Regions from separate parts of the Mus musculus genome. Here regions 1, 2 and 4 are each linked to region 3. Evidence: chromatin contacts called from public HiChIP or PLAC-seq and promoter capture Hi-C data. All regions are on one chromosome and are shown on one strand. The core of a region is the stretch at or near the end of the contact, and the rest is flanking DNA. Distances in the headings are between cores, read along the strand shown. Region 1 holds the start of Lin52 (lin-52 homolog (C. elegans)). Region 2 holds the start of Mideas (mitotic deacetylase associated SANT domain protein). Region 3 holds the start of Arel1 (apoptosis resistant E3 ubiquitin protein ligase 1). Region 4 holds the start of Erg28 (ergosterol biosynthesis 28).

Region 1 (6,105 bases), core at 1,340-3,839, 520 kb after region 3:
CAGAAGACTTATCTCTCAGCACAATTCTCTGCTTTTGTTTGGTCTGCTCCAGGAGTCACTGTGTTACTTTCTGATACACATAAGCACATCTCTTTGTCTTAGTAGAATTAAGTCTCCTCTCAGATACCAGCACCTTCAATTTGAAGAAGAGCTGGATGCTCTCTGCTTCTAGAACCTCACTTATCCAGCAAAAACTGGCCTTGTACCACAGTCTTCCAGATACTGGCTTTTAGAAATCCTGCTCCCAGGAGACCTCCACAGACACCAAGATGAACCCCAATTTTTTAAAAAGACAACAAAAATCTTACCAACACTTTTTTTTTTTTTTGCTAGTAAGAAAAGGATGTTTTAGCAAAAACAAAACAGAACAAAAAACAAACAAACAAACAAACAAAAAAACACCCAGGCTAGAGAATCTCTTTTGTTGTGAACACAACTTCTTTGGTAAGAGGCCAGGCATAGTGGTACAGACTTTTACTGGAGGCACAGGTAGGAAAGCAAGAGGATGGTGAGTCTGAAGCCAACCTGGGCTACACAGTGAGACCCTATCTCAAAAAAAGGAAAGAATTAGAAAGGAGGAAACTCTGGTATCCTTACTTTTGAATATAATCTAATCATCCTCTTTAGTACTAAAGACTGAACTTAGGGTCTTGGTCATGATCAACAACTCCCTAGTGCTGAACTACAGTCTCACTTCTTATTGTTCATTTTCAGATGTAGTTATGGTATGACTGTCTTGTCTTCATGGTATATATGTGGAGTACATGTGTGCTTGATGTTCATGGCGGTCAGATCCACTGGAATCGAGTCATGAGTCACCATGTAGATGCTGGGAATAGAATCCAGGTCTTTTGCAAAAGCACCAGGTGTTCCTAACTACTGAGCCATCTCACCAGCCCCCTGCATCCCCCTCACATTTTAAAAAAAGATTTATTTACTATGTACACAGTGTTCTGCCTGCATGTACACCTGCACACCAGACGGGGGCACCAGATTTCATTGTAGATGGTCAGGAGTCACTATAGGGTTGCTGGGAATTGGACTCAGGACTTCTGGAAGAGCACCAGTGCTCTTAATCTCTGAGCCATCTCTCCAGTCACTCCTCCCTTACTTTTAAAAATAAAACGTTTTATTTTAAGCTGTGTTATGGTGGTGCACGCCTCGGGAGGCAGAGGTAGGAAGAGCTCTGAGTTCAAAGCCAGCCTTGTCTATAGAGCAAGTTTCAGGACAGCCAGGACTATACAAGAAACCTTGTCTCAGGAAAAACAAAAACAAAAACAAAACAACCAACAAACTAAACCAACTTTTTATTTTAGACACGATTTGCCTACAATTCCCTCTACAGCCTAGGCAAGCCTGAAGCAACAAACCTCCTGCCTCAATCTCCCAAGCTAGAATTAGAGGTCACACACCAAGGCCAGTTTTACTTTTGGATAAACGTTAACTTAAAGCCAAATCCTTTACAGGCATTATTCTAAAACCTAGGATTAGCCGGGCAGTGGTAGTGCACGCCTTTAATCCCAGCACTCGGGAGGCAGAGGCAGGCGGATTTCTGAGTTCGAGGCCAGCCTGGTCTACAGAGTGAGTTCCAGGACAGCCAGGGCTATACAGAGAAACCCTGTCTCGAAAAACCAAAATAAATAAATAAATAGTAAAAATAAACAAACAACCCCCCCCCAAAAAAAAACCCTAGGACTAAATTAATGAAATAAGACAGAATTGGAATTTATAGTTGGGTGTGGCCCGGGCAAAGTGCAAAGTTAACAGAATAACTATATAAACTGAGATGCTGAATAATGACAGAAGAGCAATTCCAAATATTAAAGCAAAACCGCGAGCAAAAGCATACGGGTATATCAAGAACACCTATATGTCTACTGAGATGACTTGCGTCTTAGAAGACAGAATAAGCAGAATTGCTCCTGCCCTCAGCCTACGGAAACAACACATAAAGTAGAGGGGTGACGAGTTAAGGAAGAGTTGAGAAGCGTGAGAAGCGACATTAACAAGCCGAATTTTCACTCCCTCGGGACTCAGGGCAAGGAAACCAGGTCCCCGCACCTCCTGCTGCCAAGGCAACGGACCTGAACTGAGGAGACAAGCTTCTCTCTCTGCCGGCTCGGTAGAGGAATGAACCCTAGACCTCATGTCAGTCACCACTCACACTTCACAGCCATAGAGCTTGAGAGACTCATACGTACCAGCTCTACTGAGATGAGAACAGAACCAACACTCCAATGGGCCTGTTCAAAAAGAAAGTTCCCTTTCCCCTCAGCAGCTCCTTTTGAACCCTCAGCATCACCGATGGGCCGGAGCGACCTCTGTCCTTTTTCCCCCCATAGGGACTCCGGTTGATGGACTCCTTCCTAGTACACAGCAAGGAGACCTGGTACTAGGCACCTGCTAGCTGAAAAGCCGGCATACCCCAAAGGAGAAAAGTGGGAGAGAAAGGAGAGGGGCGCAAGAAAAAAAGAGTAAGGGTGAGGACAGAGGAAGTTCCCAGAGAAGCAAATAATGATACTACAGGCCAACAATCTCCAAGCCGGCTCTTACCGTCTGTGGGAGACGCCATCTTCCAGCCCATGTCACGTGACGTAACCAACCGTCGGCGGGAAAGCGAGGATCCGCAAGCCACGCCCCTAGCAGGGATAACCTATCCTTAGCTCACAGCCCGGTCTCGTTTCCCTACTTCATAGGGTAACATTTGCCTAGTCCCACCCCAGACAGCAGCCCCACCCACGGAGTGGTTAAAGTGGAACGCAGGCAAAATTCTTCAAGGACCTTATTTACTTTCCTTAGCAAGGGGGCGGGACCTTAGAGAGCCTACCTACAGCCAATCGGAGTTCCCGGTTAGGGGGCGTCTTCCCTGTGTGCTTACTATGCAGTACCAAGTCGAGGGGGCGTCTCCATATTTCCGCCAACAAAAATAGGATAAAGTGAGAGAAGCCCAGAACGCTTCCACCTTTGACCAATCACCTATTCCCAGGGGTGGGAATGATGGGTGGAGTCAAAGATTCCGACAAGTGATTGGTTATAGGAAGTGGCCCTTCCCTCCAATGGAGAGGCTCGGTCGTGTTCTGGGCGTGGCTTAACGGTGTTGCTTCAAGGGAGGCACTGGCAGCCGAGACGCAGGCGAGCTGGGCAGAGTCGGTGAGCCATGGCGGCGGCAGTGGCGGCAGCGGCAGCAATGCGGTCCCGGATCCTGCAGGCGAGTGAGGGTGGCGACGAGGGACCATGATGTTAGAAATGGGTCCTTTCCGCCCCGTCTCTAAACCATGCTTCTGCCGGACAGACTTCTTGGCCCAGCCCCTTCTTTGCAGCCCCTTGTGTTCCACCAGACCCGTGCGTCAGGGCTGTCACTCTGTACCGCCTGGCCCCGAGATTCAGCCCCGGACGGTCACGCCTGCTCCCCACTCCCCTTTACTCCTGAGCCTTTTCTTTTTTAGCTTTGACCCACCCACCTCCAGTCCAGCTCAGTCCTTGCTGTCACATGCTGGCTTGCTTTCTCTTTTTTGGTTCCTCCCACGGTCTCTCTTTCACCTCTGTACCAGCCACCTCTGTGCCCCAGAAACTCCTCCTTTTGGTCGCTGTACATAGAGTACTTTCCTTTGCCAGGAGCGTCCCTTCCCCCCATCCAGCCTCTATGTGAGGCAAGAGGGGATGGGAGCTCATTAAGGACATGGAACTAAGATCAGAGAAGGAACTTTGAATCTCCTAGACATGTACCCTAGGTTTTCATATCAAAAAGGCAGCCATTTGTTAGTTTTCACAAACATTCTGGCTTTTAGTGTTTTTCCCAAGCCCTGGGCCAAGTTAAACTTTCTCAGCGAAGTTAAACTTTTGGAGGTAAATAAGGGCATGTGGTTTTGCTAATACTGCTTCATTCAAAAGACTAAACATTCCCCCAGACAGGTGGTAGAAAATAAGAGCCTAGGAAGACACCTTCCGAAAATCAGTTCTCAAGTGCCGACATATCCTCTTCTAGGCTGCAGTTGGAACCCCACGGACGCCGCGCAAGGGAAGTTGTAGAGTTCCAGAAGCTGTATGCCGGCGATCCCCAGCTTTGATTATAGCTTTTCCCTGTGTTTGCATCTTAGCATGGACTTAGAATCTGAGGCAAGACTTGCTCTGTTCCTGGCAAGATTCATAATCCAGTATTAAGCGACACTATCTCTTACTCATCCAGCCTAGGAATGTCTCCTGTTGCACTTTTATATAAACTTTAATTTCTTTCTACTCATCAGGTTTTTAGGAGATCTACTGCAGAAATGTGTGCATGTGTTTGATTCTTGGTGGAGTCCCCAAAGGGTCAGGTTTGAATGTCATTTAATGGGACAGTGTAGAGAATGAGCTGGAGGTCTTTGGAGGTTGGCGTGACCTCACTCCCCTACTTCTGTTCTGGTATCTTTTCCTAGTAACAGATAGAGCATTTCCTCTCTAGGTTTTCTATTCCCAACCTCTTAAAATCCTTTATATATATAAAAAAAAAATCTCTCCCCTCTCGTCATTACCCCATCACCATGAGTCAATGAAAATCCTGAGGTATTTTGTCTTTTGCATAAAAGCAGAATTTCTCCTTTTTTGGAAGAAATACTTTTTTTTTCTTTCTAAAAACCAAATTGTAGAAACCTCTGAACTGACTTGGAAAAAGACCAGAAATAGTTCTTAAACAATTAGTTACTGTAATCTGACACTTTGATAAAGGCTAATCTATGTGATCATATGGTACATGTATGCAGGCCTAGTTTTTGGAGAAACACAGGCAGGAAAATCTCTTGAGACCTTCACAACCAGCCTGAGAAGGGAACCCTCCAGAGAGCAGGAGAGGAAATGAGGAGAGCAGTTAAATAAGAGGATGAAAGGCAACATTGTATACTGACATGCCTGAAGACACTTCAATGAAACCTAGTAATCAGTCAATGGTTACAAAACAAAACAAAACCTCAACAAAAATGCTTTCTAAAATCAAATGCAGAGCTAGAGAGGTAGCTGGAAGGTCAGGAGCGCTAACTCCTCTTCAGAGGGCTGGTGTTCAGTTCCCAGCACCCACACTAGGTAGCTCACAACTGTCTCTAACTCCAGCATTAGGGGTTCTTATGCCTTCTGGTCCCCAAGGGCATCTGTATGCATATTGCATACAATCATATATACACAAAAACTAAAAAAAAAACAAAAAAACAAAAAAACCTTAACAAAATCAACGACAACAAAACACCTGGATAACTTACTAACACACACACACACACACACACACACACACACACAGGGGGGCGGGGGGGGGAGGAGCTACACAGAAAAGAGAACATGTTGTACATTCTGACAGCCGCGAATCTTAAAGGAACTAACAGAAGAAACTAAGAAGGATCAAATTATATTTCAGAGTTTTTAAATTTTATTTTTTAGGGCAGCATACAAAGTAATCGGTGAGTTCTCAGTTATTTTAAGTGTTCAGCCTATCTTTTCTGTTTTGGAATTAGAAGAATTTAACCTAGCCCTCGCCCCTCTGTTTTGTGTGATATTATCTTTCCCATTCAGAGATATGACAACCAGTTTTAAAGAGACCCAGTGTCCTGCCTCCACGATGCAGAGCAAATCTGTGAATTTAGCCCTAACTCTATCTAGTTTTAAGATTCTCTGTGAAGATTAGAATTTTAAAATGTGGTGAAGTGAATTGGCTGGCACTTCAGGTCACCTAGTTAGTAATTGATGAAGCGGAGAGTTTAGGACTTAGATCTTGGCAGGCTTTTCCTTCCTCCTTTGCCCCATCCTAGACTTTTCACATTCACAACTATAATGCAATGAAAGCGCTGGACAATTGGGGGTGCCGAGGGTACTGAAGGGACGAAGGGAAGAGTCCCACACTCAACCTGTCCAATTCGCCACAAGCTTCTCAAAGGGGATAATTCTGGGTTTGTTTCGAGGCTATCAAGTCATTAGCCAAGGAGAGAAGACAAAGGAAACGGCAGGTAGGAAATTAATATCTAGAGCAGTGGTTCTCGATCCTTGAGTCGAGGAGACCCCTCAGGCTTGAGCAACCCTTCATATCAGATATCCTGCATGTCAGATATTTGCACTATGATTCATAACTGTAGCAAAATCATAGTT
Region 2 (6,328 bases), core at 1,725-4,224, 750 kb after region 3:
TTTCCTTCTGGAAGCAAAGCCTAACTTCTCAGTGCCAGCATCTTGGAAGCTAGGATGGATTCCCTGGGAGGAAGAAGGGAATGCATGGACAGATGTAAATTTCTGTGACTCAAAGACATCTGCATGTGCTGTGGGGTAGGTGACACCCAATACCGGGGCTGCCAGGGATGGCGCAGCAGTCCACACCCTCTGACCTAGTTTTAAATGGAAAGATAACCTTTGTTCAGCAAAAGGAGTGAAGGCTCAGATTCAGGTATTATACTTAAATCTGCTCAGGGTCCTTGCTTTTTTTTTTTTTTTTTCTTTATGTTCTGTTGTGCAGAGGAGGAGTTACCATCATCGCACACGTGAGGTTGTCCTTAGGCCCCCCACTGTCTTATGTGCTGGCTTTTATGTTAGAAATCTGCAGCTGTTCGACAACTACCCTAGAAGAGCAGCATGGCTGGGGATGCCGTAGTAGTTCAGTGTTTGAGATCCTTGCTTAGCATGCACAAGGGACTGGGTTCAGTCTGTAAGTAACACACGCACACACATCCTCACAAACAGATCGGCTTGAGATAACAAACATTTCTCATTGTTTTTACCATTTCTGTGAGTCAGGCATCCAGGTAGCTTAGCTGGGACAGGTTATTGGGTTTTGGTGGTGTGGTGGCGGGTGTTTGTTTGTTTTCTTTTTTTCAAAGAGACAGGGTTTCTTTGTGTAGCTTTGGCTGTCCTAGAACTAGCTTTGTAGACTCCGCCTACCTAAAGCCATGCGCCGTCACCTCCACTGCTGTTGCTATTGAGATTACTGTTAAACTGATTCCTGGGCTAAGAGACTTTGGAAGGCTTGGATAACATGGGATATGAGCGAGACATCCCTTTCCAATCTCACTCAAATGGTTGTTGGTAGGTCTCTCACTTCCTTTGCCAAGGGCTGTCTAAGAACACGATGGTTGTCTTCCCTTCCTTGCAAGGAGCAAGGTAGACTGAGACACAGAGACAACCCAAGCTGCAAGCCATAGCTTTCTCTATAACCCAGTCTCACAGATGACATCACATTTCTTTTGCCGTATTCTGTTTGTTAGAACTGAGTCAGTAGAGTTAGGGACGAGAGCTTGTGTAAGGGTGTGAACGCCAGGCGGCAGAGATCATTGGCAGGGAGCTGTCTACCACATCCTCCACACAGGGTCCTGAGACTTCCAGCAAATGCCACACTAGGCAAGGACAAAGCATTGTGTATGTGCTGATGTGAATGTCAGGCCTTCACACATTGTGGGCTCTGCTAATTACTCCTGGGCATGCAGAAACACTGAATATTCATGAAGTTACCACAGAGGATTTAGAATTACAATACTGAACAACAACAACAAAAAAATACTCCATTCCAGTCTTAGCAAATACGGAGTAACACTGTTTTCTTCAGAAGCCTGGTCATTGCTGTAAGGAATTACTTCTATTCCAAAATCAAAATGAGGAGTACCTCCGCCATACCTTCACTCCATCATATGATGAAATAATAAAATGTCAAAGAGTTATACTTAAGTCTATAACATACTTACTTCTTAAGACAATATTATTTTCCATTCACTGCACTTTTTGTGTTTGTAATGTAATAGTAATGTCTCGGTAAAAGGCAGACCCCAGTGCACTGGTAGCTGCAAGATGAAGGAATTCACGCTGCCAGGAGAGCTTGGGTCAGGGTCTACATGCTTCTCATCTTTGGGTGAGCCTGTGGCTTCTCTTGAGGTATTAAGCAGACTTGGGGTGAGGGTATCCCCACATGTTGTTTTCCATTAATCTTACATCACCTTTGACACAAAACCTGTACTCAAGCAGAGGGCTTTCTGGGCTTCAATGAGGAGATGGGAGGTCTGGGAGATATTATCAGGCCAATGTGTTAGTAGGAGTAGTTTGGAAGTGGGAAAGGGAAAATTTTGTCCAGCTTAAGTGGACGTCTCTGAATGGCCTTTTATGGGTCCCTGTTTTCCAGAGCAAGCTTCTGCCTCACTAAACGTTTCTGTTAGGAAAACCTTGCCCTGCAGTTTTGGCTGTCTCCTCCCCCCCCCCCCCCCCCCCCCACACACACACACAGCAAAGGCTAGCCTAGTCCTCTCTCCAACCTAAGGGAATTAGGAGTCTTTCTTTGGGCACTGCTGTGTAACTGCTTTCTTACTGGTCGCCAGAGGCTCAAAAGGCAGCTCTCTGTTGATGTTAGTTTTAATACGCCGAGAAAATTTATTTTGGGCAGTGATAAACTTCAAAATTACTATTGCCTGAAGCTCCTGCGTCCAGGATCCACCTTGTAAAATCACTTCTGGCTAATGATGACACCCGAACGCACCAGGCTCCAGAGATTCTGAGACTTGAGTGCACAAGGAAGAGGTGGGGATCTGAGAAGAAAGGGAACAGAACGACTATTTCCCAGACCCGACGTGGGTGATGACATAGTTCCTGAAATACAATGCATGGTAACATCGTGTACAAGTGCCACCCGGGGAAAGCCACTGACAACTGTGCAGACCTGTAAGGGACATGAGGACGGGAGATTGGAGTTTGGCCTAGCATTATTCAGGGAAATAGTACACTGCTTTCACACATGTCCTCTCTAGTCCAAATAACAAATGAAATGAAAACCTTTATTATCTCTCCCCTCTCTCCCGACTGTATGTGTGCGCGCGCGTGCGTGGGAGGAGGAATGTAGGTGGGGGACTTTTTCCCCTAGGGTCCCTTGAACTCAGCCCCTAGGCTCCAACGCCACCTTTTAGACTCAAGGGAGAGCAGGAAGTCTCCGATCGCACTTTCCCCAAGAGCAGAGTGAGGGTAGGGACGAAGCTTCCACAGCCGCTGCAGCACCGGGAACCGAGGGTCTGGCTGGGGGCCGCGCGGAGGCGCGCGGAGCCGGGGCGCGGGCGGGGCAGGAGGCTGCAGAGCCCTGCGCGCCGCCGCGCGAGCTGCTGGGTCACAGCCGGGACCGCGCCGCCTGCTCGGCGAGGAAGTGACGACTGCGCCGTCCCGAGAGCAACAAAGTTTGAGTCTGCTGGTCGCGCTCGAATTGCGTCCCGCGCCCCCTCGGAGCTGCCCAGGGATCCAGCGTGCAGGTGAGTCGCGGGAGCCTGGTGGCCTTCCCGCCGTGGGGGGCGCCGACGTGGAGCTCGGGGCGGGAGGGGGGATCCGGAATTCGTTGGGGTTCGGCGGCGCGGGCCGGGTCGTGGGACGCTGGGAGTGGGGGTGCAGGAGAGGGACAGGGTGGCGGAGATCTCGGCCGGTGTTGCGCCCCTGAGGTGGTTGTTTTGACTCGGGACTTAGACCGGCCTGGCTGCAGCCTAGCCCTCTCAGGGAGCCACCCCTGAGCGCAGCGATGCCGGGAAGGGGCCTCCCCGGACCTGCGACCGGAGCCAGCCCTACACCCCGCGCCCCATCTCTTCGGGTTGCGTGCAGCTGCTTTTCCAGCCCTTCCCGGTGTTTCCCCGGGAAACGTTCCCTTCCTCTACGCCGCCCTCCACCAGGTTTCAGGAAGGAAGTTACAGGAACTTTCCCTCTACTTTTGTTTGCTCGGCCTTGCAGTGACGAAGAGCAGAGCAACTCAGAAGTTTGGGTCAACAGCCCTATCCATTTCCAACCAGCAAAACCCGAGTTGTCCCCCAGGCCTCCTTGAAACGAGCCCCTCCCGACTCTACACTTTTCCTCCCTCCCTCCCAAGCCCCGAACCCAACAGTAAGCTCTCTAAGGCCTAACACTTTGCAATTTAGCCATAAAAACTGTCAGCACACCCACGTACATATGTGAGTGTTTTCTATATAAAACCCAGAAAGCCGCTTCCAGTGGACTCCGTGGCATCTTGTTCTTTTCTGTGTTCTAAAACGGCTAGGGCTGCAGGAGTTTGCCTGGGAACTTTGATGATGGTTCCCCGCCGCCCGCCCTCGGTAGCCTCGTGCTTCTGGGTCTTTAAAGAACAGCTGAGAAGTTTATGACATCTTTGCATAGTTGCAGGGGTCTTGGCGTGGCCCAGCAGCTGGCGCCAGGGCTCCTTGGTTTGTGCCTGAAGCTGTAGCAGCGGCGGGGACAGGGCGATGTGTGCAGGAATGTGTGTACAGGCCGTGGACAGTTGGAGATGGGATGTCTAGAGCTTGAATAGTGCAGTCCCTAGCAGCAGCTTTCTGCCGGTCTGTAATTACTGCGTGATTGCACAGTCAGGCTTTGTTGGCGTGGATGTTTATACACACGCTATTGTGCAAGCTCTTGGTGGTGGTGAACAAAACGCAGATTTGCATTGCAAATGCTTAGGACAGATCTGGGCCTGAACTGCTGTTCTCGAATTCTTCTTACCCTTTAACTTTTGCTGGATGGTTGTTTCCTTGCCTCTCCCTTAACCTCCGACAGCTTGCTGATCTCCTGAGAGTCTGGCTACTCAGGAAAGCAGTCTCTCTTTACTATTTACTACAGAATAAATATCTTAGGCAGCCTGAGCATTGTGCCAAGAACTGTACCTTCACTTGTCCTGAGAAAATGTGGGATGACGTCAGCAGGAAAAGGAGATAGGAGATGACTGTCCAATCCTGTCTTCACGGAAGGGCTGTTTGAATGAGCAGAATTGCAGGATTGGGGCTAGCTATAAAGAGGAGTCACAGGTCATGTATGTCTGAGCTGGCCGGGCAGACTTTGAGCCTTGAAGGATCAGCTGCAGACATTTAGGTGGGTCCTAATTCCTTTATTGTGTTCTGGGCAAAGGGGAAGCATGCTTAGTGGGTAAAGGAAATGTGCCAGGCTCTGAGACTATGTGTCTGTGTGGCCGATGGGTGTGGGGTTGAGGGTGACTCACATGTTTTCTGTAGTGTGGTCCCTACACCTACTTCCCTAGTACTGTCTACAGGGACAGGGGTCTTCATATCTATCCAAATTCTGCCCTGCAGGAAGCAGGCTGTCTTAGCTACTTTTCTAGTGATGTGAAGAGACACCGTAACCAAGGCAACTTATAAATGAAAGCATTTAATTGGGGACTTGCTCACAGTTTCAGAGGGTGAGTCCAGGATCATCATGGCAGGGAGCATGGCAGCAGGCAGGCAGGCATGGCGCTGGAGCAGTAGCTGAGAGCTTAGATATGATCAATCCACAGCAGCAGGTTTGGGGGCGGGGGTGGTGTGGGGGTGGGATCAGGGGCACTGAGCCCAGTATAGGCATTTGAAAACTCAAAACCCTCTTCCAGCAACACACCTCCTCCAAACAAGGCCACATATCATAATCCTTCCAAAATAGTTCCACTAACAAGCAAGGAAGCATTTAGATGTATGAGTCTGCGGGACGGGGCGGGGGGAGGGGTAGTGCCCATTCAAGCCACCACAGGGGCCCAACCTGCACATAGGAGAAGGCTAATGGTTTCTTGAGAGCTTCAACTGTATGAAGGACCAGCGCAATCCTTTGGAGACCAAGAAGCGAGCACTGCATTTGTGCAAGACCATCCTTCTGTCATCCCAAGTGTCAGTCATACAGTCTATTCTGGGCTGAGATTCACCAGGCAATGCCTTTCCCTGTTGTGCTACTCTGTGACTGCTTGGCACCAACCCCCTACAGTGCACGCATGGTCCTCTGCTCCCAGAAGCAGATACTGGTGACCGACTGGAACATGCTGGTGTTCCTTCATGGCTTCCCAAGCCAAACAGTGGAATTTCACTTGGAAGCCAACTGCTGGGTTGCAGCCTTGTGTCATCTGTATGTCACCGGCACAGTGACCGCTTGTCAGACCATAACATTAGGGCACACAGTCCCTGGCAGGTATCTGTGTGCTTTCAGAGACTGGAGGAAAAGCATGTAAAATCAGGAGAGTTCTGGAAGCTCTGGTTCCACAGTAGCCACCGGGGAATGGATTTAGAACAAAAGCCCCACTAAGGTAGGAGTTGCCTGGAATTTCACAACTCGATTGCTCCGGGGGATATTGAGTTTTTACTGAACTTGTCTGTCAAGGTTCTTGTCACCTGACTAGAAAACCCCGCCTCCGTGAGTCCTAGTGACACCAAGATTGATGGAAGGAACAGGCTTCCTTCTGACCCCCCCCCCTCCCCCGCGCCCACCCCAGAGAAAGAGAACTCTGAGTTTATGGTCTTTTATGTCCTTGATGAGACTGGAAACACCCAAAGCTCACTTGGTGTGGCTGGCAGGATGGCAGGGAGGGGCCTCTTGCCAGGCCTGCTCCCCAGAGCTGTGGAGTCATCTGCAGGTCTGTCCCCCACATCTCCAGTTTGGCCTGACTGAGTTTCACACAGAGCTCAGGCCCTTCCTCTGGTTTACTAGGCTTTGCCTTTGTTCAAAGAACTTGCCCCTCTGTCGTCCCCCCCCCCCCCCCCCCCGCAGT
Region 3 (6,390 bases), core at 632-3,131:
TCAAGATGTTGTTAATGAATAAATTCTAATTATTAACTTTTTTCTTGGTATAAATGGGGGTTGATTTTACTCAAAGTACATTATATACCCACTTGAAAAATAACATAATGATATCTATTGTTATGTATAATATATGCTAAAAAAAAACAAAAACAAACCACGTGTAAGAGGCCGTGAAGAGGTTGTTATTAACCTGCTGAAGACTTCTGAATATCCCAAGGTAGGCATGGTGGCCCTCCTAGCTCCAGGGAGAGAGAGGCAGACAGAGCCCTAAAAATTCGAGGTCTGGTTTACATAGCAAGTTTCAGGGTAGCCAAGGCTACTTAGTGAGACCCTGTCTCAAACAACAACAACAACAACAACAACAACAACAACAACAAACCAAACCAAATCAAACCAAAAAGGACTCAAACCACAAGTTTAGGAGGAAAGTTTCTCCACGTTATTTATAAAGGCCTGAAACATAACACACGTATAAAATAAAGACTCAACACAAGGAAGTGATCAGTGGGACATTGTTAGATAAAATAAAAACCCACATCAGAAGCTGAGAATAATAATTCTGAAGGTTCTAATGACCACTCTCTTGTTCCGAAAATCTTAAACACGAAGAAGCCCAGTCTTCATTAAATTAACTGTTTACCCAGTCCTTACCGATACAGAGAAACTGGTTGAGTGTTCTTTATTTATTTTTATTTTTTTTTTTTAAAAGATTTATTTATTTATTATATGTAAGTACACTGTAGCTGTCTTCAGACACACCAGAAGAGGGAGTCAGATCTCGTTACGGATGGTTGTGAGCCACCATGTGGTTGCTGGGATTTGAACTCTGGACCTTCGGAAGAGCAGTCAGGTGCTCTTACCCACTGAGCCATCTCACCAGCCCCTTGAGTGTTCTTTATAATGGGAATATCATACTAGCATGTTCGAAGGTTCTGAATTCTTTTTTTGTTTGTTTGTTTGTTTTTTTTTCGAAACAGGGTTTCTCTGTATAGTCCTGGCTGTCCTGGAACTCACTCTGTAGACCAGGCTTCGAACTCAAAAATCCGCCTGCCTCTGCCTCCCGAGTGCTGGGATTAAAGGCGTGTGCCACCACCGCCCGGCAAGGTTCTGAATTCTTACAACTTATAAAATGGGACTATCTTGGACTTTTCCCATCGTCCTTTTTAAACTTGGGTGGCAGGACCTGAAGACAGCCATGGTATGACCTCCTCACCGGCTTTCCCACAACGATACCATGCCCTGCCCCACCGAATGTGTGACTATAATTCCATGCAACACAGACCTAAGACATTATAAGCAAAACAAAAAAACATCAAATGTTTCTACTTAGCCCATCGTGACTTCTGCAGTTTAAGAAACCAGTACATCAGATGTTTCTACTTAGCCCATCGTGACTTCTGTAGTTCTGATCAGTTTAAGAAACCAGTTGGTTCTGACCACTCACAGTCGCTCGTCTCTCAGACTGAGCATTCGCTTCATAGTCGCATATTTCCTTGTTTTCTTTTGCTTCCCCTTGAAACAGAAGTTTTCGAGTTAAAAAGAGCTGAAAACATCTTTTAAAGTTCTCTTCTATTTTTCTTGCCCCTCCCCAAACAGCACTCAGTCCCCCTCCCTACTCCCTTCGAACTAAGGCCAGAATGGAATTAAACAAACAAACAAACAAACAAACAAACAAGGAAGCACCGAGTCTATATCTGGCCAAAGGCTGAGCTCCCGTTTGCTCCCCAAAACTCTCTGACAAAGTTCTCCCACTCCGCTCACCATGTTCACGCCGCACTCCTGTTTCTTCCGGAATCGCTCGCAGCGCGACACTTTACGTCATCCTCACGCTCTTTCCGGCAAAGGCCAACCCGGAGGCGGAAGCTACTTTGGGAAACGTAAAAGCTCCGAGCCGGCTCCTAACGCTGGCGGAGATCGACACTGGAGATTTTTTTGGGGGGCGGGTGGAGGGTAGGATTTGTGCTGGATGAGGCCGCTGCTTCCTCGGACCCCAGAACTAGGACTTGGCCACGTTGCAGCCCCCGTTCGGGTAACGTTTTTCTTCACGCCGCAGCCGGAGGCAGAGCCCAGCCGACCGTAGGCACCAGAATTGCTGAAGGCGAGCGAGAGAAGAGGGGACGAGGGCAGAGGGGTCGGGAATCCTGGGCGTCCCATAGTTTGACAGTACATTCTGGTTTTCCTCTGGCACATCATTTCAGCCTTGGCTCTGTAGTTCAGCCTTGAGGCTCTGGTTATTGATTGGTTTTCCTCGCCGGCTTGGAACTTGTGAGGCTGGGCGTAAGATTCTTCGGAAAGAGAGGAATGTAATAGCGATGGAGGACATCCCCCCCCAATGTTCTCCCTCCGTCTCTGTCTGTCTGCATCTCTCTCTCTCTCTCTCTCTCTCTTCCCGTGTGTGTGTACGAGCACGAGCGTGCAGGTGCATCAGAGCAGAAATTCAGAGCAGAAGCCAGAGGAAGCTGCTTGTCTTTATCTTCCACTTTTTAGAAAACAGTCTGTCTTACCCAACCTGGAAACACCTCCACCTCCGGTTTTTGCTAGATTGACTGACCAAAAAGCCCCAGAGATACTCCCATCCCTGCCCTCCGGTGCTGGAGTGGACAAGCCCACTACTCCCCGGCTTGTTTTCTAACCAGATCCTGGGCAAACCAAACTCAGGGCTTCTTGCTTGGTCAGCAGGTATTTTACTCATTGAGCCAATTATCCCAGTCGCAGTGGCCTTTTTTAGACGATCACAAGAAAAACAGGTGCAGAAGCTTATATGTGCAACTACTTAGCAAGCCTGGAATGTGATGGGGAACAGTGCTCTTCGTTGTGAAGCCTGGTGTGCAGTCCTTAATGGGAGAGGGAGAATATGTGGGAATGAGAAAGCGAAACTGGGCAGTGTTTGGTTTTGTTTTCCGTTTGCTTGTTTGTCTTTGCTTTTAGGATGTATTCTAGTTGTTCTTAGCCATCCGGAGAGAGGTTTCTTTTACCCCTTGAGAGTCTGTGGAAGGCCAGGGACAGCTTTCCTGGAAGTGGATGTGCAGTTTATGAGACTTGTAGGCTATGTGAACTTCATCTTAGTTGACTCTTTTGATACCTTTGTTTTACCGATGTTGAAGCTGTGCCCTAGACGCTCAGAGGTCAGTTTGGTTCGCTTGTGATTTTCTTACTGCATGACACTGACCTAGTGTTACTGGGTTCAGAGGTGTTCGAGGTGTAACAGTGCGAGGCAGTGCATTGGTTATGGGACTCGGGCGTTTGACTGGCTGCAGTTCACTCCCTCTCTTGAGTTGCTTTATTTGCATTGCTTTGGGCCATCAGTTGGTGCCTCTGTTTCTTTGTGTATAAAGCTAAGCTCATCATCACAGCACCTATATTACCCAGACACCACTAGGACCGACCTGTGTTTTCATAGTCATAAGCATCGTCCCTAGAGATGCTTGCCATTAAAGTCTTTTCAGTCATTTCCTGTCAAGTTTTTCCAGCCCGAAAGGTTACACCACTTGAGTGTTCATGTGTTTTTTTACTATTTTGAAACTTGACCGTGTTGGCGAACCTCAGAACTCTTACTAAACTTTCAGGTCTCTATAACGGGTCATTTTGTGTCGGTTTGAATGTGAAACTGCTGTCCTTCCTGTTGTTCTCTTTGAGAGACTCATATGTGTGCAGGTCTCTCTGTTGTTCACACATCTGTGGGTTGTGAATTTTTGGTGTTGAAATCATTTTATTATTGACATGTCTTCAGAGACTTTACTTCTGCTTTACCCCCACCGGGAGTTCCTTATCTTTTCACAACAGGTTGTGTCTGCCAGGCTACCATTCATGGGTAGAATTAACAGCACCCATATTTTTAAAAAATGAAACATATACAGAAGTGGATGCTCACCGTCATCTATAGGATGGAACACAGGGCCCCCAATATAGGAGCTAGAGAAAGTACCCAAGAGCTGAAGGGGTCTGCAACCCTATAAGTGGAACAACAATATGAACTAACCAGTACCCCCAGAGCTCGTGTCTCTAGCTGCATATGTAGCAGAAGATGGCCTAGTCAGCCGTCATTGGGAAGAGAGGCCCCTTGGTCTAGCAAACTTTATATGCCCCAGTACAGGGAATGCCAGGGCCAAGAAGTGGGCTTGAGTGGGTAGGGGAGCAGGGCGGGGGGAGGGAATAGGCAACTTTGGGATAGCATTTGAAATGTAAATGAAGAAAATATCTAATAAAAAATGTGGGGAAAAAAAGAAACATGTTAGTGATTAGGCATTTAGCCGTTTTTTGGGGGTGGGAGATTAGAGACAGGGTTTCTCTGTGTAGCCCTGGCTGTCCTGGAACTCACTCTGTAGACCAGGCTGGCCTCGAACTCAGAAATCCGCCTGCCTCTGCCTCCCAAGTGCTGGGATTAAAGGCGTGTGCCACCACTGCCCACCGGTATTTAGCCTTTTTAATAAACATGGTCAATTATTAAAAAAAGAAAAACCATCTGGAGACTGATTAGAAAAGAGAGAGAGAAAGAAACAGAGACAGAGAGAGAAAAAGAGAGACAGAGACAGACAGACTGCATCCTTGTGCACTTGATTGAGAGCACTCAAAGAGAAAATTGCCGAGCTAGGTAATTTGTAACTTGCTTTTAAATTCAGGGACTGAAAGAAAAGCCCTTTCCTCTCAAGCTTGAAATCTGTTTTTTTTTTTTTTTCTTTTATTTTAAATCGATTTGCAGCTTCTGTTCTGAGAACTTTCTGATCCTTGATTGTTAATACTTGATAAGGAGCTGAATCAGTGGAGGAACACTGTGGGGGTTGAGAACATAGCTAGCAGAGTATGAGAACTGTGGGGTTGAGAACATAGCTAGCAGAGTGCTTTGCTGCATTGTAATTTTGTCATAATCTGGGGATCTTAAAGCCTACGATTAAAGCCTCAGCTATTATATGCCATCCTTTGATAGGGATGGAAGGTAGCATGGTTTTGACTGTGTTGAATGGAAGTGGGAAGTAATTACTTTTGACTGCACACTCGTGAGGGAAAGAATTACTTTAGTCCTTCTTAGTGGTTCATTGTGTGTTTTCTGTAGTCCTGAAGAGAAAGAGTCTCTGAGACCCCTGAGTCCACAGTTTGAATACTTAATTGGCCTTGGACTTTGTTCTCCTTATTAATTGGTCTAAATACATTTGAATAGAATTACGACTAGTGGGAGAGCCCCTAGGGAACATCTTATATTTCAAGTTAATGTAGAGATATTATTTCTAGTCTCAAACTACATGTTTACATTTATCTCATGGGCCATATGTTGTTCCCCCAACAAACATTTATTTGGTTAATTACTTTTTAATCTAACCTGGTGATTTTAAATGGAGTAACGGCCAGAGAGATGGCGTGGTGGCTAAGAACACTGGCTGCTGTTTCAGTGATCCAGATTTGGCTCTCAGCACCCACATCTGACAGCTCACAACTGCCCATAAGCCTGACTCCAGGGGGTTTGTCACCTTCTTCTAGCCTTCACAAAAAAACCACATACATACACACACACACATACAGAGAGAGAGAGAGAGAGAGAGAGAGAGAGAGAGAACCCATATACATAAACTAAAAACAAAAGATGCTTAAAATGTGGTAATATAAGATACAGCGTGTTCTCCTGTCTTGATGTTGGATTGGTTACATGACACTTTAGAGGTACATCACATATTCACACAGCATTTATTGAGAGGCTATTCTGTCCCAGACAACATGCTAGTTATTGTTAAAACAAAAACAAAAGCAAACTCAGCCTCTGTTGAAGAATAACTTATAAATAGTTAAATACTATACCAAGTGGTCAACTTGGAAAAATTATTGCTCATGTTCAGCCTTCTGCAAGGGTCCTGGTTAGAGTATGGCTGCTTAACATACCCTACAACAGTTAAGATTTTGTAACATTAGTAAGTACTATAGTATATTATTTTACCTGGTTTTTTTTGTTGTTGTTGTTGTTTTTAAAGAAAAGGTCTAGTGTATCACAGGCTGGCCTTGAACAATTGAGCATAACCTAGAACTTCATTTGTTTGCTTGTTTATACAGCCTTGGCTGTTCTGGAACTCACTCTGTAGACCAGATTGGTCTGGAACTCCCAGAGATCCACCTGCCTCTGCTTCCCAAGTGCTGGGATTAAAGGTGTGTCACCATGCCCAGTAGTTGATCCTACTTAGCATTGCTGGGTAAGGAACTCTACCAACTGAGTTATAGCCAGAGGCCCTCATTTTACCTTTGAAATGGCTCTAGCCATTAATTATCTTAGGTTTAAATTTCAGTTACTATTTTTTTGGTGACATATTTTTGAAGGGTTATTAAATGCTTAGTCTTCATTTTTTATAGTAACATTTCCAGACTTATGAGATGGTTTACATGTTGTCCTGTGTATGTGCATGTGCA
Region 4 (6,236 bases), core at 2,309-4,808, 850 kb before region 3:
TGTTAATATAATCTTCTACCTTATACAGTCTACCATGACCGCATTAGCTACTAAGAACAATGCCTTACATTTATACCATGCTTCATAACTTTATCAAGTACTTTCATGTGTATTATAGTTTGAACCTAATCACACCCTTTCAAAATAGGCTGGGAGCTACTCGGGTTCTAGAGTGTGTATTCTAAGGGACTGAGAAACGGCTTAAGCTAAGAAAAGTGACTTATTCACGCCTAAAATCTCAAGCACTAGGAAGCTGAGGCAGGAGGACTGCTACGCATCTGAGGCCAGCCTGGGTTACCTAGTGAGCTTCAGGTCACCCTGGCCTCAAGATTATATTTATTTGTGTATTTGTGTGTGTGTGAGTGTGTGTACATTTATGTAAAGATAATTTTTTTAAAAAGAAGCTATGAATTTGAGGAGAGGGAGTGGAAGGAGAGGATGAAAGTGCAGTATACATATATGAGAGCTTAGAGTTATATATAAATAAATTAGATAAGCCTATCAGCTTTTCTCTTCCATATCGAGTAAAATTATGAGAGGTAAAAGTCCTCAAAACTGAGAGCTAAATTAGAATCACAATCCATCTCTTCTCTGTAAAGTGGAGATTCTTTGATATTTGTGAGTCTAATAAGGTGGAAATAATATTTTTAAATTAAAATCTCTCAGTGTGCATATTAAATGATCTACTCTACCATCTCTAGAAGCTACAGTTGGCCCTGTTAATCATTTTCATTATGAGGACCCAACAGTCAATGAATGACCTTGACCCTTAACCTGAAAGAACTTACAGAGAGCCCTTGTGGTTCAATGAACACGGCACAGGCTACAGAGCTCTAGTATTCTCATCGGAGCATCTTCACAGAGGTTCTGCTGTGTGTGGCCTGCCCTTCATATCATCACCGTTCTACAGCTGTAAATGCTTCAGAGAAAACTTATAGAGTCAAGGTCAGAGCCTAAGAACTTAACGTTTCACCAATCTCTAAAATTTTCAAAATCTCCAATTTTTCAATTACTAGAAGCTATGGTCAAGACACAAGGCTGACAAGATGACTCAGCGGATAAGGTGCTTGTCGCCAAACCTGACCCAAGTTCAATTCCCAGGACCCACATGATGGAAGGAGAGAACAGATTCCAGAAAGTTGTCCTCTGACTTCCACATCCGTACTGCACTCAGTTCACCTATTAGAGCCAGGAGATGGTGCATCAGGTAAATGTACTTGCTTGGAAGCCTGATGCCCCATGTTCAATCCCCCAAAACCCACAACAAAGCCAACTGCAGGGACTAGAAGGATGGCTCAACAGTTATGAGAGCTTCCTGCTCCTGCAGAGGAGCCAGGTTCATTTCCCAGCACTCCATCAAGCTGCCACAAACTCTGTAACTGAAGCTCCAAGGAATTCCATGTACCCTGGCCTCCTCAGGAACCTGCATGCCCATGCTGCACATAAACTCAAGCAGGCGAGTCTGTTTTAAAATGTGCACACAGAGAGAGAGAGAGAGGGAGGGAGAGAGAGAGAGAGCGCGCCAGATGTGGTGGGAGGTATGGCAACAGAAATGAGAGACCCCCACCTCAAAAACAAAGCAGAAGGGGGTGGGGAACCAAGTTCACCTGAGTTCCTATCTGAACTTTAGAACATCTAAAGGTGATATTGACTTAGAGGCCTAGAAACATAAGCCCACCCTTCGAATTTCTGAAAAAGGATGGGAAGTGAATAATATGATCTTGACTCCAAACACAGATGGAAGCTAGGGCCAGGCAACACAAAGAAGGAAACCTGGAGGTGAATAAAGGAACCCCCCCCTTAAGGGCGGGCTGACTGTCACTCACTCTTGGTTGGCCAGGTCCTCGTCCTCTGAGGACGATGCTGTCTCCTCCAGGTCCCGGGCCATCACAACTGGCATCTCCTTTGGGGTCTGTCATACAGTCAGCACACAGAGGCCTCAGAGACCTTTCTTCCTTGCAGTCTCACTGGATCAAACAATTTGGATGGCACAGACTCCTGTAAGAAAGTCAAAGGACTTCAAAGACAATGCAGTTGCATACTTCAGGATTTTTTGCATGATCTTTAAGATGAAAAGAAATATATTCCTGAGTATTTTCCAGTCTCTAGAAGCTTACCTTCTGCCACAGTGCACCTCACATATCACAAAAATCAAGAATTTTTTTTCTGTGTTTGTTTGTTTTTGTTTTTCAAGACAAGGTTTCTTTGTGTAGCCCTGGTTGTCCTGGAACTCACTTGTAGACCAGGCTGGCCTAGAGCTCAGAGATCTGCCTGCCTCTGCTGGGATTAAAAGGGTATGACACAAAATTTTTTTCAAACAGATACTGTCTCTGCTGTATCTAAAAAGCTGTTACTGAATTTGAGTCGTTTTATATAATAAAAGAGCAAGCACCAAAGGAGAGGCTTTAGGGCACTGATGTGGACAGTTGATAAGCCTATGTTTAGAAAATTCTTTGCTAAACAAATCTGACCAGGATCAAAATAAAAATCCAAGGTTCAAAACCCTTGCCAATATTTATACAGACTCTACCACAAGCAAACAGAATAAGCTGTTATGTTTCTAGGAAAACCAAATCACCCGAACTATTAATAAAAGGGTGGTGAAAATATTTCTCCTCAGCAGGGATCACATAAATGGCCGGGGAAAGGGGAAGTCAAATACTCTAATTATTGGTACTTTTTTTTTTAATCACACATTTTAATCCGGATATCAAGTAGACACATAAAATTAGGAAATCTCCAATTCCCAGGCTTCTAACTTCAAACACTTTCCATAGAGAAAAAGTTTCATGTTCGTTATAGAGAAAATAGAAACGTTTAGGGAAAACGCTTAACCTTAATGTCACTACTCAAAGATAATCAATTCGTGGCAATTCTCCAAGCTTTTGCTGGTCTGTGCATTGACTTATACAATAAGACTCTCAAAAACAAAGCAACTGCAGCAAGCAGCAACAGTGACTAACCCCGACCCTACACATCTTCAGCAGAAATGAGTAATACCAAACAACCTCAATGATTCTTTTCGGGTGATTCCTAAAGGAACTTCTCGACCTTACCCAAAAATGCTTGAGAGTCTTTTAAGTTAAAACCTTCAGGGATGCCCACCTTTCCTCGGCTCCCTGAAGAGTAGAACGAGATAAATGCTCAGGAAGTCCTTGCCCCTACAGGGACCAGCCGCCAGCTCCAGCCCAGCACACCCCAACCCCAGGCAGCTCCGCAGGCAAGGACGCGGCGACTCTGCCGCAGCGCTTCTGCCCAGCACGCCCGGAAGCCAACAGCTGCTCCGGAGCTCGGAGGGAAGCGCAGCGGCGCCCGCCTAACCCTGGAGCGCACCTCCCCGGAGCGCGCCGGCGCAGGCGTTTACCTGTCTCATCTTCTCACGGCTCGGGGCCGGCAGGCGGGGACCACGCTCTGCTTCACCTCCCTCCTCCTTCCCCAGCCCGAATCAACGCAGCCGCCGAAGGCTGCTTCCCCCGTTACTACAACAACCAACAAGCAACCGCCCGCTAAGAGCCACTGCGCAGGCGCCCGCCAGCGGCGCGAACAACGCTCGGCTGCGGGCGCTGACGGATGGCGTCACCACGGCGCGCTCAGACACCAGAGCCAACCCAGGCTGTCACCAGAAGGTTTCTTGGCTCCTTTTTCTCTCTGCGTTTTCCCCACCCCTAAAAGACTGACTCCAAACTCAGAGTTCCGCCACGCTCGACAGAAGGGTTTACCGCGTGAGCGGCGTAGCAGGAAGAGGCTCAGGCGGCGGCAACTGCTGATTGGCAGCAAAGGAGTTCACTCCCTATCGCCTGCTCGAACTGAGCCAGCGTAGCCAATCAGAACGAGGACTGACAAAAACAACCCAATCCTGGAGCTGGGCTGAGGGAGGGGGCGGGAACAAGTGGCCCAGGTGGACTTGGGACCGGAGCTGGCCTAGGGAGAGCTGGTTTGCGGATGCTGCTGATACTGCTGCAGTAGTACTGGATCGTCAGGTAGGAGAATTTGGAGTGGGATGTAGCACCCGAGTAAAACTATCTGCAAAATTTAGGAAAGTGGGGGTTGCCTGGAAAGCAACCGGAGGTGGTGGTGGAGGAGTCTAGAAACGATGTCCAAGAGGAGGTGCTAGGAAAATGGAGATTTGGTCAATTCTGGGGATGGGTGAGTGAACGGGCAGTCGTTATGAACCTAGCTCTGCAACGAGCTTTCACTTTTCCTCATGTATTATCGGGTAACCCTCGAGATAGAGGCTTATATCCCCATTTTACGGATGAGAAAACCGAGTCTCTAGAGTCTCACTGGCTTGTCTGAACCCCTCAGATATGAGTGGTGTAGCTAGGATAGGAGTCTGCCTCTATTGATTGTTAATTAGTATCGCATCCATGCTGACCTGGGCAAGGGTGTACCCCACCTCTCTCTCCACCTCATAACTCCAAGGGAATGGGTTTAAAGAATTGGTAGAGTCATACAGAAATGCTCTGGTGTGTTTTCATCAGCTCTGGGATTTCTAAGATCTGTGAAATAAATGGAGGGTGTAAGTTCTACGTTCTACTGAAAGGGAGTGTGTGCGGGGGCGGGCTGGGGGGATTTTTAAATAACCCAAGCTGGTGTTGAGAGGAGAAAGTAAAAAGAAGTAGATTGGCATATGCTGTAAGTGTCTGTGAAGATCAGCACACCCCAGCATCTCTAGACTGGGACAGTCCCCGTTTGAGACCTCTTTCCTCTGGGTCCACCCTTTCTCTCCTGGAGCCCTTTATAGTTGGTTTTTCGTCATCACTTCACTTGATGTCTATATACACTGGGTAGTAGGGAATCATACTGAAACATTACCACAGTGATAAGGGAAGCCTGATAGTTTCTTACAGCTTTCAGGCCAAAGCAGTTAGCCTGACAATAGGTAAATGAAGGGCCAATATGATGGTGGCTATGACAAATTGTCTCTGTGGGATCCCTTTAGAGCTGATGGAAATCACTACTCAGCGAGGCTTGAGCTAAACAAAAAGTACCGAACCTAGCTCTCTCTCCTACCAGCTTCCTCAAAAAATGGGAACTTTGCTGCACCTGGCCGCACCCACCTTTAATCCCAGCACTCAGGAGGAAGAGGCAGATGGATCTCTGTGAGTTCCAGGCCAGCCTGATCTATGTAGAGTTCCAGACTAGCCACATAGTAAGACCCTGTCTCTAAATAAATAAATAAGTAAATATTTTTTAAAAGATGAGAACTTTATCAAAACATTCTATGAGGGAGTATTGCAACAGAGTCCACAGACCCTGGCACTCAGCCACATATTAGCTATGTTACCTAAGCAAATCACTTAGCTCTTGGTTCTGATCCCCATCTGTAAAGTGGAAATACTAATAGTGCCTGCCTATCCTGATGTAGGGAGTGAGTGAAATAAGATGTTATATACTTGGGGCACATATAAGTGTAGGACACAAGTGTTCCGTAACTATAGCTAATGTACTTTTCTTGAAACCCAACATCAAGCTATGACAGGTCTTTTCCAAGTCTTTTCGATTGTTTTAGTTTATGAAACATGATGTGTCTGGGAGCCATGCAGAGGGAAACTAAGAAGACTAGTCAGACAGTTACACTATGGTTTCCATTCAAGTGTATGATGCAACTTCTGTACATTTGATAGGATGTGTCCAGGTATCTGAGTAGATTTTGAATCACCCTGAGCTATTTGTATTGCAAAGGGATGGCATGAAGAGATGAAGGCGTAATACTGATTCCAGGCAAGTGGAGGGAATTCTGACTTACAGCAATGCTGTGCTTTGGAGGATTAGTTGAGCAAAGGTAAATGTGGTGCCACTTGCTGCAAGGTGTACTGGTCGTTCACCCTCTTTAGAGTGACCGAGCATTGGCAGGAACACAAGCTTGCCCAGAAATCCATTTGATTACTTATAGAAATGTCCGCACCCCCATTTCTTCTGTCCTTCTCACTATGTCTTTTGTGCTAGATTTGACATTTCCACCCACTGCATTTTTTTTTTAAACCTCCGTGACAAAGATCAGCATAGCTCTGTTTAGGGTAAATATTCCTAGATATTTTGTGAAATAAAAGTGGTGTAGCAAGAAATAGGGTGGGGCCGAAGGACTAGCAGAGGTATGTGTGAAGTGCTCTGCCGACATCACTCCAGACAGCCCTCGTACAGGTTAGGTGACAGCTTGTGACTGATGTAGAAGTAACTTTCAGCCTTCTTTGTTCCCAAGGCAGAGCGCCCTCTCTTGGAGGGGAGTCATGAGC

The links. Promoter capture Hi-C pulls out the DNA fragments that hold promoters and counts their contacts. HiChIP or PLAC-seq counts read pairs in DNA pulled down with a chosen protein or histone mark.
Region 1: a promoter capture Hi-C map of erythroid cells shows a contact between it and region 3, with 4 times the contacts expected there. The contact joins the promoter of Lin52 here to the promoter of Arel1 in region 3. A contact is called at or near these places in 4 of 39 promoter capture datasets (erythroid cells, hippocampal neurons, liver and 1 more) and 2 of 115 datasets of contacts at active chromatin or transcription factors (bone marrow-derived macrophages and microglia).
Region 2: a contact with region 3 is called in an HNF4G HiChIP or PLAC-seq map of pancreatic cancer cells. The contact joins the promoter of Mideas here to the promoter of Arel1 in region 3. A contact is called at or near these places in 1 of 484 Hi-C or Micro-C datasets (the G1E-ER4 cell line) and 1 of 115 datasets of contacts at active chromatin or transcription factors (pancreatic cancer cells).
Region 4: a contact with region 3 is called in a promoter capture Hi-C map of neutrophils, with 2.8 times the contacts expected there. The contact joins the promoter of Erg28 here to the promoter of Arel1 in region 3. A contact is called at or near these places in 2 of 39 promoter capture datasets (erythroid cells and neutrophils), 3 of 115 datasets of contacts at active chromatin or transcription factors (bone marrow-derived macrophages, large pre-B cells and memory CD8 T cells) and 3 of 9 other capture datasets (adipose tissue, liver and macrophages).

Annotation. Positions count from the first base shown.
Region 1 is chr12:84,447,992-84,454,096 of GRCm38.p6, reverse strand. Lin52 (lin-52 homolog (C. elegans)) reads right to left here and starts at 2,589. Exons shown (of 6, transcript NM_173756.4): 1 at 2,554-2,589. The coding sequence starts at 2,584. Aldh6a1 (aldehyde dehydrogenase family 6, subfamily A1) reads left to right here and starts at 3,073. Exons shown (of 12, transcript NM_134042.3): 1 at 3,073-3,208. The coding sequence starts at 3,158.
Region 2 is chr12:84,215,527-84,221,854 of GRCm38.p6, reverse strand. It overlaps Mideas (mitotic deacetylase associated SANT domain protein), which reads left to right and starts at 2,974. Exons shown (of 13, transcript NM_001163501.1): 1 at 2,974-3,080. Gm46319 (synapsin-1-like) reads right to left here and starts at 5,424. Exons shown (of 3, transcript XM_030247050.1): 1 at 5,332-5,424; 2 at 2,741-3,705; 3 at 2,203-2,372. The coding sequence starts at 5,424. The coding sequence ends at 2,291.
Region 3 is chr12:84,966,340-84,972,729 of GRCm38.p6, reverse strand. It overlaps Arel1 (apoptosis resistant E3 ubiquitin protein ligase 1), which reads left to right and starts at 1,881. Exons shown (of 20, transcript NM_178065.5): 1 at 1,881-2,101. It overlaps Fcf1 (FCF1 rRNA processing protein), which reads right to left and starts at 1,800. Exons shown (of 8, transcript NM_028632.2): 1 at 1,765-1,800; 2 at 1,448-1,515. The coding sequence starts at 1,767.
Region 4 is chr12:85,822,215-85,828,450 of GRCm38.p6, reverse strand. It overlaps Erg28 (ergosterol biosynthesis 28), which reads left to right and starts at 3,558. Exons shown (of 5, transcript NM_021446.3): 1 at 3,558-3,980; 2 at 6,203-6,236. The coding sequence starts at 6,231. It overlaps Ttll5 (tubulin tyrosine ligase-like family, member 5), which reads right to left and starts at 3,531. Exons shown (of 34, transcript NM_001081423.3): 1 at 3,365-3,531; 2 at 1,827-1,998. The coding sequence starts at 1,900.